4 separate regions of the Mus musculus genome follow, and regions 2, 3 and 4 are each linked to region 1. A link is a contact called in public HiChIP or PLAC-seq and promoter capture Hi-C data. All regions are on one chromosome and are shown on one strand. The core of a region is the stretch at or near the end of the contact, and the rest is flanking DNA. Distances in the headings are between cores, read along the strand shown. Region 1 holds the start of 0610030E20Rik (RIKEN cDNA 0610030E20 gene). Region 2 holds the start of Tgoln1 (trans-golgi network protein). Region 3 overlaps Polr1a (polymerase (RNA) I polypeptide A). Region 4 overlaps Polr1a (polymerase (RNA) I polypeptide A).

Evidence for each region. Promoter capture Hi-C pulls out the DNA fragments that hold promoters and counts their contacts. HiChIP or PLAC-seq counts read pairs in DNA pulled down with a chosen protein or histone mark. Capture Hi-C pulls out chosen DNA fragments and counts their contacts.
Region 2: a promoter capture Hi-C map of liver shows a contact between it and region 1, with 2.9 times the contacts expected there. The contact joins the promoter of Tgoln1 here to the promoter of 0610030E20Rik in region 1. A contact is called at or near these places in 1 of 39 promoter capture datasets (liver), 7 of 484 Hi-C or Micro-C datasets (B cells, CD4 T cells, Sertoli cells and 4 more), 6 of 115 datasets of contacts at active chromatin or transcription factors (the SCID.adh cell line, double positive thymocytes, effector CD8 T cells and 3 more) and 3 of 9 other capture datasets (adipose tissue, liver and pancreatic islet).
Region 3: an H3K4me3 HiChIP or PLAC-seq map of bone marrow-derived macrophages shows a contact between it and region 1, with 2.9 times the contacts expected there. The contact joins the enhancer-like site here to the promoter of 0610030E20Rik in region 1. A contact is called at or near these places in 3 of 39 promoter capture datasets (3T3-L1-derived adipocytes, cranial neural crest and hippocampal neurons), 2 of 115 datasets of contacts at active chromatin or transcription factors (bone marrow-derived macrophages and pancreatic cancer cells) and 2 of 9 other capture datasets (adipose tissue and liver).
Region 4: a contact with region 1 is called in a promoter capture Hi-C map of hippocampal neurons, with 2.5 times the contacts expected there. The contact joins the enhancer-like site here to the promoter of 0610030E20Rik in region 1. A contact is called at or near these places in 4 of 39 promoter capture datasets (the 3T3-L1 cell line, cranial neural crest, embryonic stem cells and 1 more), 2 of 484 Hi-C or Micro-C datasets (both in embryonic stem cells), 2 of 115 datasets of contacts at active chromatin or transcription factors (bone marrow-derived macrophages and epiblast stem cells) and 2 of 9 other capture datasets (liver and pancreatic islet).

What each region holds. Positions count from the first base shown.
Region 1 is chr6:72,345,794-72,348,729 of GRCm38.p6, reverse strand. It overlaps 0610030E20Rik (RIKEN cDNA 0610030E20 gene), which reads right to left and starts at 1,413. Exons shown (of 4, transcript NM_026696.1): 1 at 1,215-1,413; 2 at 1,019-1,137; 3 at 50-201. The coding sequence starts at 1,321.
Region 2 is chr6:72,615,729-72,618,527 of GRCm38.p6, reverse strand. Tgoln1 (trans-golgi network protein) reads left to right here and starts at 1,528. Exons shown (of 4, transcript NM_009443.3): 1 at 1,528-1,851; 2 at 2,079-2,799. The coding sequence starts at 1,806.
Region 3 is chr6:71,979,023-71,981,960 of GRCm38.p6, reverse strand. It overlaps Polr1a (polymerase (RNA) I polypeptide A), which reads right to left. Exons shown (of 34, transcript NM_009088.3): 34 at 2,601-2,938. Among named protein-coding and RNA genes, the nearest start is that of Gm26628, 17 kb to the right of the region's middle. Within about 2 kb of position 1,575, at least 153 of the 459 cell types and tissues checked have an H3K27ac peak or open chromatin away from gene starts, as enhancers often do. A contact at or near this core is called in adipose tissue, bone marrow-derived macrophages, hippocampal neurons and 2 more, where this site is marked.
Region 4 is chr6:71,949,261-71,952,173 of GRCm38.p6, reverse strand. It overlaps Polr1a (polymerase (RNA) I polypeptide A), which reads right to left. Exons shown (of 34, transcript NM_009088.3): 16 at 2,651-2,834; 17 at 1,512-1,594; 18 at 1,253-1,411. Among named protein-coding and RNA genes, the nearest start is that of Gm26628, 13 kb to the left of the region's middle. Within about 2 kb of position 1,358, at least 43 of the 459 cell types and tissues checked have an H3K27ac peak or open chromatin away from gene starts, as enhancers often do. A contact at or near this core is called in bone marrow-derived macrophages and liver, where this site is marked.

The DNA.
Region 1 (2,936 bases), core at 164-2,663:
CCGTCATGGCCCAGGACGGTCACGCTGCAGCTGTTTCCAAAAGGCGTACCTGATAGACAATAACTGAAGTGACCTCGCCACTGTCCGCCTCATAGTCTAAACAGAAGAGCTGGCGGCCAGGAGGCTCTAGCTCGGAGCTTCCACTACTGCTGCTTTCACTGGCTTCCTCACAGTCTGGGTTCACGGGGTGGGTGGAGCCATCTGTAAGGGCAAACCAGAGTGAGAGGGAAGAGGGGGTATGCTGCTAAAACCCCTGCCCACAGAAATGATCAGAAAAACAGCACCAAGAAAGCCTCCAAGCTTCCAACAGACCCTGGGTGTGTATGTGTGTGTGTGTGTGTTATGTATGTAGCTGTCAATCAGGATTTTAACTTCTTCCCTCCACTCCAGCACAATCTGTTAAAAAGTAAGTATAAGCTGCATATGTCTCCTGCAAATATCACTGGAAGCTGCTGAAAGGATGGACAGAGCTCTGCCTCAGTTCAAATCCAGGCTCTGCCATTTACTAGGTCTGTGATGTTGGACACCTTATTCACCTCTCTGGCTAGGGAAACAGACATAAGAGTCCTCAGCTTAACAGCGTCCTACGGACTCAATAATGTACTCAAGATCTAACCCCTCTGTAAAGAACAGCCCACAAACTTAGTGTCATATGTTAGTCAACATGAGTTCATGGTCACAGAAAGCCCAAGAAAAGGCCATTTACTGGGTTTGTTTCATTTTATGTACTGATCTTTCTTTTCTTTTCTTTTTTTTTAAATCCCTGCCACACTTTCTCTTCCAGGTGGCAGAAATATTAAAACCCAGCCTGATAGATCACACTGGTGGACAGCGTTTCCTGGCCGGGTCCCAGCTACCTTATATAACAGTGCAGTTTAACTGGGGTCACTGGCCCAGGGGGCGCTGCTATTGATGCAGTGGCTGCTGTAAGGGCCAGGTGGGCAGGAGCCCTGACGCAGAGAGAGGGGCTTGCCCGGGGGCGGGACCGCGGGCGGGCGGGCGACAGGCGGCGGCTCACCTCGGTGGCGCGGCAGGTACACTTGTAGGTCTGGCTTGCGGGGCCGCGTGGGCGCGGGCGTGTGGCGCCTCCTCGCCTTCTCCTTGGCCGCCTGCTTCACCTTCTTGTCGTAGTCGTCCCTGCGGGGAGCCGAGCGGGAGTCAGGCGCTGTCACCCGGCCGAATCGGGCCGGGCCGGGCCTGGGGCGGGGCGGTACCGATCGAGCTGGTTCCGACGGATGTGGTGTACGAAGCCGTGGCTCATGTCCAGACGCCCGCCGGGCTTGCAGCACAACCCCGGCCCGTGATCCTGGGCCGCCTCCATTCGTATGCTGGGTACAGAACCGCCGTAACCGCCACAACTGCCGCGGAATTAGGGCCTTCGGCTGCGGACCATGACTTCCGGCCGCCGACCTCGGCTTCCGGCTCCGATGCCCTTTTTCCGGTTGCGTAGGGCCAGGCGCAGCGGAGCAGAGATGCTTTCGAAATTTGAGAACCTTCATCTGTGAGCGCCCGTAGAGCTGGAGGTCCTCTTACTTTGTGGTATCACCTGAACGAAAGAAGGAGTATATATAGCTAATACCAGGAAATTATTTTTAAAAATTCGAGTCATCCACGAATACTGAAAATGCATTCTATTAGTCTAGAGATGTTGACTTTCTTTTCCTAGCCCTTTAGTATAATAAACTTCACTATGAGATCATATGCGTGTGTCTATGTGTTGTGTGTATCTACTTTGCTCCTGTCTTTAAAGCTAGATTCTGCTCATGAGAAATATTTTGTCATCTCCATCACCTCTGCTCCATCTTCTTTTAGACCCCCTCCTTGCCTCCTATAGTTCTCTCCCCTTCTCTCCCCTCTTACACACACACACACACACACACACACACACACACACACATACACACTTAAAATCTAGGTCCTACATATGGGAAAAACATGCAATATTGGTGATTACTCTTTCTAAATTATACTGAATTCGCTTAACATCTTTAGGTTCACCATTTCCCTACAAATGACATTTCTTTATGGCAGAATTAAAGAAGACATGTTAATATATGCCACTTGGTTGACTCTTTAATCTAAATGTGCCTAGGTTTCCTTAATTTTGTTTTTGTAGTGTGTGTGTATAGGCAAGAGGACGACACTGGGTGCTCTTGTCTGTATTCTCTACCTGTTCCTTTGAGATAGGGCCTCTCACTTAACCTGTAATTCAGCTGACAGCCACCAAGCCCTAGTGGTCCTCCTGTCTCCATTTCCCACATGGCTAGGACTATAGGCATGAGCCCACTGTCAGCTTTTTCCACGGGTGCTGGAGTTTTGGACTCATGCTTGGACAGTAAGCTTTCTCACCAATTGAGCCAATCTCCTCCGTTTGTTTGCTTATTAGTGGACATACTAAAAACATCTGTCTCTGATAGGCAATGAGGCAGACAAGTGCTCACGTAGGTAAGTTTTCCCCACCCATACCCAGTCCCTATTTCAGCCACATTGGAGCTGCACTGCTGGTGTCCAGACCACTTGCTTAACTGACCATGAGAGGAACCAAGGCTTTTGAGGGTCTAATAGTGCATAGCCTTCTCTTGTTTCTTTCCTTCTGGCATGTAGCCTAGGATAGTCTTGAATTAACTATGTAGCTCAGTTGGCCTTAAACTTTGGGATTTGTTTTGCCTGATCCTGAGAGTATAGCTTTCCAAGTTTTCAGTTTAAAATGTAAACATCAGAAACTTATTAGAGCAGTGACAGAATCAAGTGCATCTGCTTGATGGAATTGTTATATTGAAAGTAAAGGAACAGACTGCCTTACCCTAGACGTGAATGAGACCTGGTCAGAAAGAGGAAACACCGACTCATACTTGAACATAAAATTCTAGGAAATGTAGTCACTATTGTGGTTTGGGTGGGATTCCACGTGGGCACAGGACATTTCTGGGGTGAGA
Region 2 (2,799 bases), core at 279-2,778, 270 kb before region 1:
AGCAGAGAGCAAGCACATTTAAAGTGGGTGTATGTTTTACTGACATGTATGTCTCTACACCTCATGTGTGCAGTGACTGTGGGCCAAAAGACGATGTCAGGTCTCCTGAAACTGGAATTATAGACCGTTGTCGGGTGGCTTGTGGGCTCCAGGAATGGAATGTGGGTCCTCCGGAAGAGTAGTCAGTGTTCTTAAGCACTGAACCATCTCCCTAGACACTAAAGATGTCTGTTGCTGTTGTTTTTCAAGACAGAGTTTCTCTGTGTAACCCTGGCTATCCTGGAACTCACTCTGTAGATCAGGCTGGCCTGATTCAGAGATTTGCCTGCCTCTGCCTCCTGTGTGCTGGGACTAATGTTGTGTCCCACCATCACCTGGCTCTCTAAAAAAAGTTTTTTTAAGTATATTTCTTTTAAAATTCTATTTTGTTGTTTGCATTATAAGAATGTGTTGCTTGGGCTGGAGTGATAACTCAGCAGTTAAGAGCACCACTGACTGCTCTTCCAGAGGTACTGAGCTCAAATCCCAGCAACCATATGGTGGCTCACAATCATCTGTAACAAGACCTGATTCCCTCTTCCAGTGTCTGGTGACAGCTACAGTGTACTCACATATAATAAATAAAATAAACCTTAAAAAAAAAAAAAAGAATGTGTTGCTTGTGTGGTGTGGTGGTGCATGTCTTTAACCCCAGCACTCAAGAGGCAGAGGTAGGTGGATCTCTGTGATTGCAAGGCTAGCCTGGTCTACAGAGCGAGTTCTGTTAAACAGAAGAACCCTGTCTTGGAAAGAAAAAGAATATATATGTGGTGAATGAGACAAGAGTGTTTGTCTAGTGTGCATAGAACCACGATTTGATTGCTAGTACCACATAAATTGGAGACACAAGCCAGTAGTCCAGTAGGAAGATCAGAAACTCAAGGTCTTCCTGTTTGAGTAACAAAGTACCTTACTTCCTGGATTGGAGAGATGGCTCAGGGCTTGTTGCTCTCCCACAGGAACAGAGTTCAGTTTCCAACACCCACAGAGTTTGAAACGCTTGAAGCTCTAGCTCTAGGGCATCTGATGCCCTCATCTAGCCTCCAAGAGCACCTACACACAGGTGGCAGACACACATACACAAATAAAAATAGTAAATCTTTGATATTTTATTTCTTAAATAAATAAATAGCCCAACAGGGGCGTGGTGAGGCACCTGTAATCCCAAACACTCAGGAGGCAGCAGGTGCCCACATAGCAATATGGTTTCAAACACATAGAAATTCAGAAGAACAAACAAGAAATCAAAAACCTTGGTAAATTCAGAGGGCCCTGGATACAGCCAAGAAAGGGATTAGGATCAGGATGAAATGTGTTTGCTTCTAGATGGGCAAGTGCTGAAGAGAGTACATTTGTTTGTGAAGTGAGAAAGCAGCATCGGCAACGGAGAGGTTGGAAACACGAGCAGAGGATGCGACAAAGAGGCGCCCGGCCCCACGACCCTACATCATAAGCAGCGAAGGCGACGCAGCACCTGCCGGTCGCAACAGCTTCCGAAAAACGAGGCCAAGTGAACAAGAACGAGATCGCCGAGCCCCGCAGACTGCTGAGAAACAGAAGGGACTTGGGGGGGAATAAAGAGCTGGACTTGACTTCCGGCACTCTACCGGAACACACAGACAACGGCTGCTGTCGCCCGGTAGCCCCACCCCTAAGGCGGGGCTGCGCCGGAAGAGAAACAGTCCGCCGGAAAGGGAGGGGCCACGCTCGGGAAAATCTCGTGCGCCGCTCTCACGTCATCAGAGGGCGGAAGCGCAGACTGCAGGATGCGGTTCCAGGTTGCGTTGCTCCTGCTGAGTGTCGCGGTGGCGAGTAAGGACCCCCACCCCAGCCCAGCTCACTCTCCCCTTTAGGTTCCCCATTCCTCACCTTGGTGGGTCGCTACGGGAGCCGGCGTCTTTCTTGTCTGGCCCGACCCTGCTCTAGCCATCTCCGCTTTCCCATTCGGCCATCCCCGCTAGGCTCTCAGAAGTCAAGCCCGCTTCTCTTCTTCCGAGGACTTACTGTTTTTTGTTTTTTGTTTTTTCTGTTTGTTTCAGGAGCTCTGCCGTCCGTTTATAAGAGAGACGCCGACTCAGGTGACTCTCAGAATCCTCCGAATCAGCCTTCCAAACAGTCCTCCACTCCCCTGCCTTCTTCTAACCAGGTAAAGACTACAAGGCCGACCGACGGTCAGGGGCAGAAGTCAGATAAAAAAGACCAGGACAAGACGACTTTGGCAGCAGTTTCCAGTAAGGCGGAATCTGGGCCGCGGACCGCCGCGACCGATCACAGTTTGGGTGATTCCAGAAGGCAGCCCGAGAAAACGGATGCCGAGTTGAACGAAACTGCGCGGCCCCTCTCACCAGTCAACCCCAAACTGGAAAAGTCTGATCAGAGCTCCACAGAAGATTCAGGCAAGCCCACAGGAGGTAATTCTGGCAAGCCCACAGGAGGTGATTCTGGCAAGCCCACAGAAGCTGGTTCGAATAAGGCCACAGAAGATGATTCTGGCAAGTCCACGAAAGTTGATTTGGACAAGCCCACCTCCAAAATCTCCCCAGATACGGAGACTTCGAAGACTGACAAAGTCCAGCCAACTGAAAAAGGACAAAAACCAACACTTACTTCCAAAACTGAATCTGGGGAAACACTGGCAGGGGACTCTGACTTCTCTTTAAAGCCAGAGAAAGGAGATAAGTCTTCAGAGCCTACTGAAGACGTGGAAACCAAGGAGATTGAAGAGGGTGACACAGAGCCGGAAGAAGGCTCACCACTTGA
Region 3 (2,938 bases), core at 326-2,825, 370 kb after region 1:
CTGAGCATTGACCCTCAGCATTGACGTCTGGCCTCCACACACAAGTGTGCATGTACCAACACACAAATAGGTACATCATACCCATCCACCTTGTGAAACAAACAGAGTCCTGAGTAAGGGCCGTTCAGTGTAACCCAGTGAGACCAGTGGTGTCTGAGACCCTCACATATATACCTCAGCCCCAAACTGGCTGAGGCTCCTGTGACAACAGCACAGTGGACAGCTGATCTAGAAAGCAGCACCAGGCAGGGCCAGCAGGTCTTCCTCATATAGATACTCAAACTTGCTAGAAATATAGAGGCACATGTGGCTGGGCCAGGATGAGGCATCTGTATGTTCACGATGAAGCCAGGAAGTGGGAGGTGTGGAGGAGCGCAAACTGCGGTGGGGAAGCAGTGACTGAGTCATGATTTTTTCCCAGCTTCCTCTTCTGGCCTCTGAGCATGCACTCAGCTATTCTCTTTCCTCCCCATGAAACCAGCAGTTTGGTCCTACCTGGATAAGTATATGGTGTGTGTTCACATGCCCTCTGGGTACCATAACCTTTGGCTAGAAATAAGGCAGAATTGCCTGGTGAGATGTTTGGAATGCTGCATTGCTAGCTCCATGAGAATAGGGTCTGTATGGTTCGCACAAGTGGAGATTGGAGTGGGATGGATGCAGGATGGGAGGAAACTGGGAGTGGGCACTTTGTGTGAGATTTGGGTACAGGGAAGTGGCAGCAAATACCACTGATTCATACAGAACACCGCAGAGCCTTCAGTGACACCTCAGACCTGCACTCAGCCTCCCTGGCACTCACAGGACAGAGGCACCTGGAGAACCAGAAGGATGAGTGTCTCTGGACATCTGGGTCTTTTTAATTTGCTGTACTGGGGCTGGGCCCAGGCCCTTGGAAAGAGACTCTCCCAGAGCTGGACCCCCAGCCCTGGGTTCTTTCTTTGTCAAGATGGTCTTGATTTCATTATGGAGACCAGGAGGTTGTTAAACTTGAGGTCCTCCTGCCTCAGCCTCCCAAGTGCTGGAACTACAGGCGCATGTCTCCAAGTCAAAGCATCACTGTTTTGATGGAAACTTCTACTGGCTGGCCAAGCATCCCCTCCCTTTGGTCCTGTTGCTATCCTCCTGGGAGGAACTCTGAAAGGTGCACAGGCAGCTTCCATAATGTGCTGACTCAGGAGCTTCCTGGCACCTATCTTCTGCCAGGCCTCATGTGTGTTAGATCACTGCAGCTTCCTTTGAGCAATCTCTAGAGTCCCTGCAGACATTAGCTATTTAGAGCTCACTGGAGGACTGAGGGCCAGTGACTTACTTCCCACATCACCTCACACTCAAGTGAAGTTAGCTTTAAGTCACAGTACTGCGGGTGAACTAAGCTTGTGGTTTGACTCTTGCTGTATACTCTTTTCTGAAGCTCATTTCATATCCGGGGTGTACCCAAGGCCACTCTTATCTCAATCCTGGAGTGCGGTTCTATAATCAGCTTTCTAAAATGTTCCGCAGGTGCTGGGGAGGGTAGAGCAGAACACTCATCTCGCACATGCAGCCCCGGGCTCAATCTTTAGTGCTGAAGGGGTGGTGGTGGTTTACGACTCCACCCCAGGGAGGTAAGTAGGAGAGAGCATACTTATTGTTTCTGATCTCGAGCCTGCTCACTTCCTTTTTGCTGGGCTATTTTTACAGGATTACTCACTTGCTTTGGTGTTTCTCTGTTCAGAATCCTTTGAGGTTGGTCTCCCTGTCATGTTACGGCAGTAGGCTGGGGAATATTCTCAGGACTGCAAATGTTCTTTCTTTGAAGCTATTTCAAAACAGGCACAGTAGACCCAAGCTAAATGTGAAACAGCTGGGTGGGTGGGTGGAGGAAGGATGCCACCACTCCAGGCTCCAGTACAGGTCAGAGGTCTGGCATAAGTGTGGTCACATTAATGTTTACATTCAGGGTTTGCTCCTTTAGCTCTATGCTCTTCAGTTCCAGGTAAGATTGACTGCAGGAAGTCACACACCCACCTAGGCTCTGGACGCCACAGCTTCCAGACTACCTTGATATTTCCTACAAGAATCCCCTCTCCACTCTAGTGTAAGAAGAAAGTGAGTAAGTAGTCACCCTGCCTTTTCACCCAAAGAATGAATGCCCTATCTATCCTGCAGGCTGCGTCCTCAGGGCAGGGTTTTCTGGGACCCCTTCTGTCTGCTTCCCTTAGAGGCTGTGACAGTCTTCTATGCCATGTCCTGCAGTCTGTTTTGAGGTGCTGGCTTTCTTGGGTATACACAGGATAGGTTCCATCATGAGCCTGAAGGAGACTGCAGAATCTCTTCTGGCATGGTAACCTTTAGGCCAGCCCATTTCTGAAGTCACCGCAGTCTTCTTACCCGACTAAGGTAACACAAATTCTCCCCACAGCCTTCCACAGTTCTGTGCTTCTGGCCATGGGTAGGATTCAGAGGTGAAGACTGGGAGTTGGGGGCAGGGGGCACAGTCTGCCCTTACAATGCCAGATAAAAGTAGGAAGAGGAGCCTGAAATCTGTGCCAAGAAAATACTAATTACCAGATGCAGAAACCATAAATGAAGGGAAAGATTAAAAACTTAAGTCTTGATTATCTTCTAACAGCCAGTTCCAGCCATGTTTATTACTCAGCCCACGCTGGAATAACAGTGGACAAAAATAGAAACGGTCTGGCTTCATAAAGCCTCTGTCTTTTCTGTCCAGCCAGGGAACCTGACTGCATGGCTCAAAGACCCCAACAGTACAGGGCCTGGGGGTGACTAGGGGCTCTGACATCCAGCTGAGTGTAGAGGCAGGAAGGTCAAGCTACGTGGCCTTGCTGAATAGCCCCAGTAGGAAACTTTAGGCTGTGGGGTAGGGAGCTGCTGCGGTCCCAGAGAGATGTCTTGGCTGTGGGAGTGTTCTGGTCTGGTGTATGCAGCCATACAG
Region 4 (2,913 bases), core at 109-2,608, 400 kb after region 1:
TAAAAAAATGTAAACAAAGAATAAAATCTAAGGTACGGTACTAATGAATCAGCACAGGAAAGCACCATTTGCTTCCCCAAAGAGCCAGCATTTTACCAATGTCCACACTCACCAGCACAACACCAAGCACTGGGTTGGGAGCCTTGCCTCAGCAAAAAGCCAGCAGAAGTGAGGAAGCCCACAGGGAGATCCTGGGGGACAATGACATGGGTTCTGAATCTGTTTCAGCCTTTGTCTGGAGATCTAGACACCCAACTCTGCACAGGAGCGGCAGAGCCTGGGCAGGAAGTGAGCCACGGGACAAGAATCTATTCTAAGATGTGCTGTCAGCTCTGGAGGGCAAGGCTCCTGCTTTCCCAGGCAGTGCTAAGGCTCCTCTGAATAAAACTTTCTTTTTGGGGGGGGGGTTTCGAGACAGGGTTTCTCTGTATAGCCCTGGCTGTCCTGGAACTCACTCTGCAGACCAGGCTGGCCTCGAACTCAGAAATCCGCCTGCCTCTGCCTCCTGAGTGCTGGGATTAAAGGCGTGCACCACCACGCCCGGCTTGAATACAACTTTCTACTGAGGAGAGCTGTTCTCTAGGCCACCAACTGAACATCAGGGAGAGGATCCACAGACAGACTGATGCTGAGTAGTAGCCTCGTTCTTGCTTTGCTCAGGACAGACTCCTGGCTGGTGGCTCCTCCAAACCACAAGACGGGGAGTCCAGGCTCTGGAGCACAGGGAGAGCACATGTGACCTTGACCCATGCAGAGTCCCATCTCCTCCAGGACTGCCAGAGGAGGGGCTCAGCATCCTCACACGCCTGCTTCTCGGTGAGAACAACTCAGTGCCCAGGCACACGACTTCCTTAAGGTCACACAGCAAGGACCAAGTACAACAGGAGGCCAGGCATTCCCTTGGTGCTGCTGCACAAGCATCAGAGACTTCTGCCTTTCATTCTGTACATCTACCTACAGTGGAGTGGTTCTACAGGCAGGCTTCTTTCTTCAGCCCCTTTAATGCAGCAACTTCAAAGGAAACACATTTAGAAATGCTGCTCAAAGCGTTCCTCTTTTGCATGAAACCAAGGCCTTCCCAGACTCTGTGTGAGCTCTTCACAAAGACGGATTCTACCTACCCAACTTCAAACTTCACCTAGTTGGGCTGATCTAAAAGGCTCAGGGTGAGAATCAAATGTAATTAAAAGCAAACCAACAGAAATCAGCATTCAAAAAGATGGGGATTTGTGCACTGTATGGCCAGGCTAACCTTGTTAATCTCATTGCTGTAATGGTTCACTTCCTCCTTGAACTTCATATCAATCATGTTAAAATCCCTCTGGTCTTTGCTCAGATGGGCATCCTGCCATTTCCCTTGGATTTCATCACATGATGCAGTTTCTGGCAGGCTCAATGCAGCCTTGACAGCCTAGAACGAAGAAAGGAACAGGAAGCTCTAGCCAAAGGAGGGCGTGGTTTTATTCTGTAAGGTGGACAGCAGACCACAGCCTCCCAGTCCTCCTCTTTACCTGGGGTCCACACTGGGTAGATTCTTCAATGATACGCTGTCTCACCACATCTGCATTTGGCTTAACCAAAATGTCTTCTACACCTGCAAAGTCAAACAGAGAAGATCAACAGGGCCCAGGCCTAATGTTGCACTGGCTAGTAAACTTGGTGATGCTTTGACCCAAAGTTGAGAGCTACAGGTAAGAGAAACTCTGGAACAGCTATATTAACACTAATGAATGCTCATGGAGGCCTAAACACTACAACTTCTCTTTCGTAAGTGATACAATTAGGGCTCAAAACTGAGATACACAGAAGAAAGCCGAGGCTTAAGTTTCAAACTTCTGCTTTTTAGCCAGAAGCTCTGCTGGCTACATCCAATAAATATATGTGGGATGAAATGGCTAGAGATTTTGGCTGTTCAGCAGTAGAAGAGAGGCTGACAGTGAGTATCCCAGGAACCCGATCTACAGCTGTATGCATGCATGCAAGCACGCATCCACGTCAAGTACAGTAATTTCTTTTCAACCCAACAATGTTTTGTTTCTACACAAGAATGCCAGACTTAAGAGATCTGAGTGGGAAGGCAACAACTGACTGTTTAAGAGCAAGAGCAAACATCTGGAAGTCCCATTACAGTAGCTGGAAATCTGAGGCTTCTGAAGACTCTATGCAAGCAGGAAGAGGAGGAGATGATTCCTTTCCGTGGAAGCCAAAAGCATAAAAGCAGACCCTGCATGAGGTCGCATCCAGGCCATCCCTGTAATGATGATCTCTGCCAATTAGGCAGCCCTCCCCCAAACTCTCCTCCCTCCTAGCATGGCCTTGCTTGCTCTGTCAACCCTTGGCACATAGGTCACCAGTGCACTGAACCATTCCTGTCTGTGCCCTGGGCTAGAAGAGCTTCAAGCACGGCTGTTGGTTAGGTCTGGCTTTCACTTGTGAGTTGGGTGCAGGAGTTTATGCTATCATAACGAGTGGGTTGAAGGGACAGAACGGGGATGGGAGGGTTGCTTTGCACTGCTGGAGGGAAAGGAGCACTGGCTGTGCAAAGTCAGTGGATAGCACTGATGGCAAGAGCCTAAACATCGACCAAGAAAACTGCCTAGGTGCCATCCTGTAAGGTGAACAGAGCCAGGGCCACAAGCAGGGTACTTACCCAAGGTGAAACCTCTATAGAGCTGGAGGTAGGCAGTGAAGAGGCGGGCTAGGCAGGTGAGAACCCTGCCGCTGGTCTCACCCCCATAGATCTCATAGCAGCAGTGGACCAGGCCGTAGGCAGAGCTCCCATAGTGTGCCTTGTCCAGCACTCCGCAGAGCAGCTCTCCTTCCCTGATGATCACCTGTGTAGGGAAGGGTCACCAAAGCCGGGCTGCAGGGGTCATCTCTTATAGGAGCTACCCATATAAGCCAAGTACTATT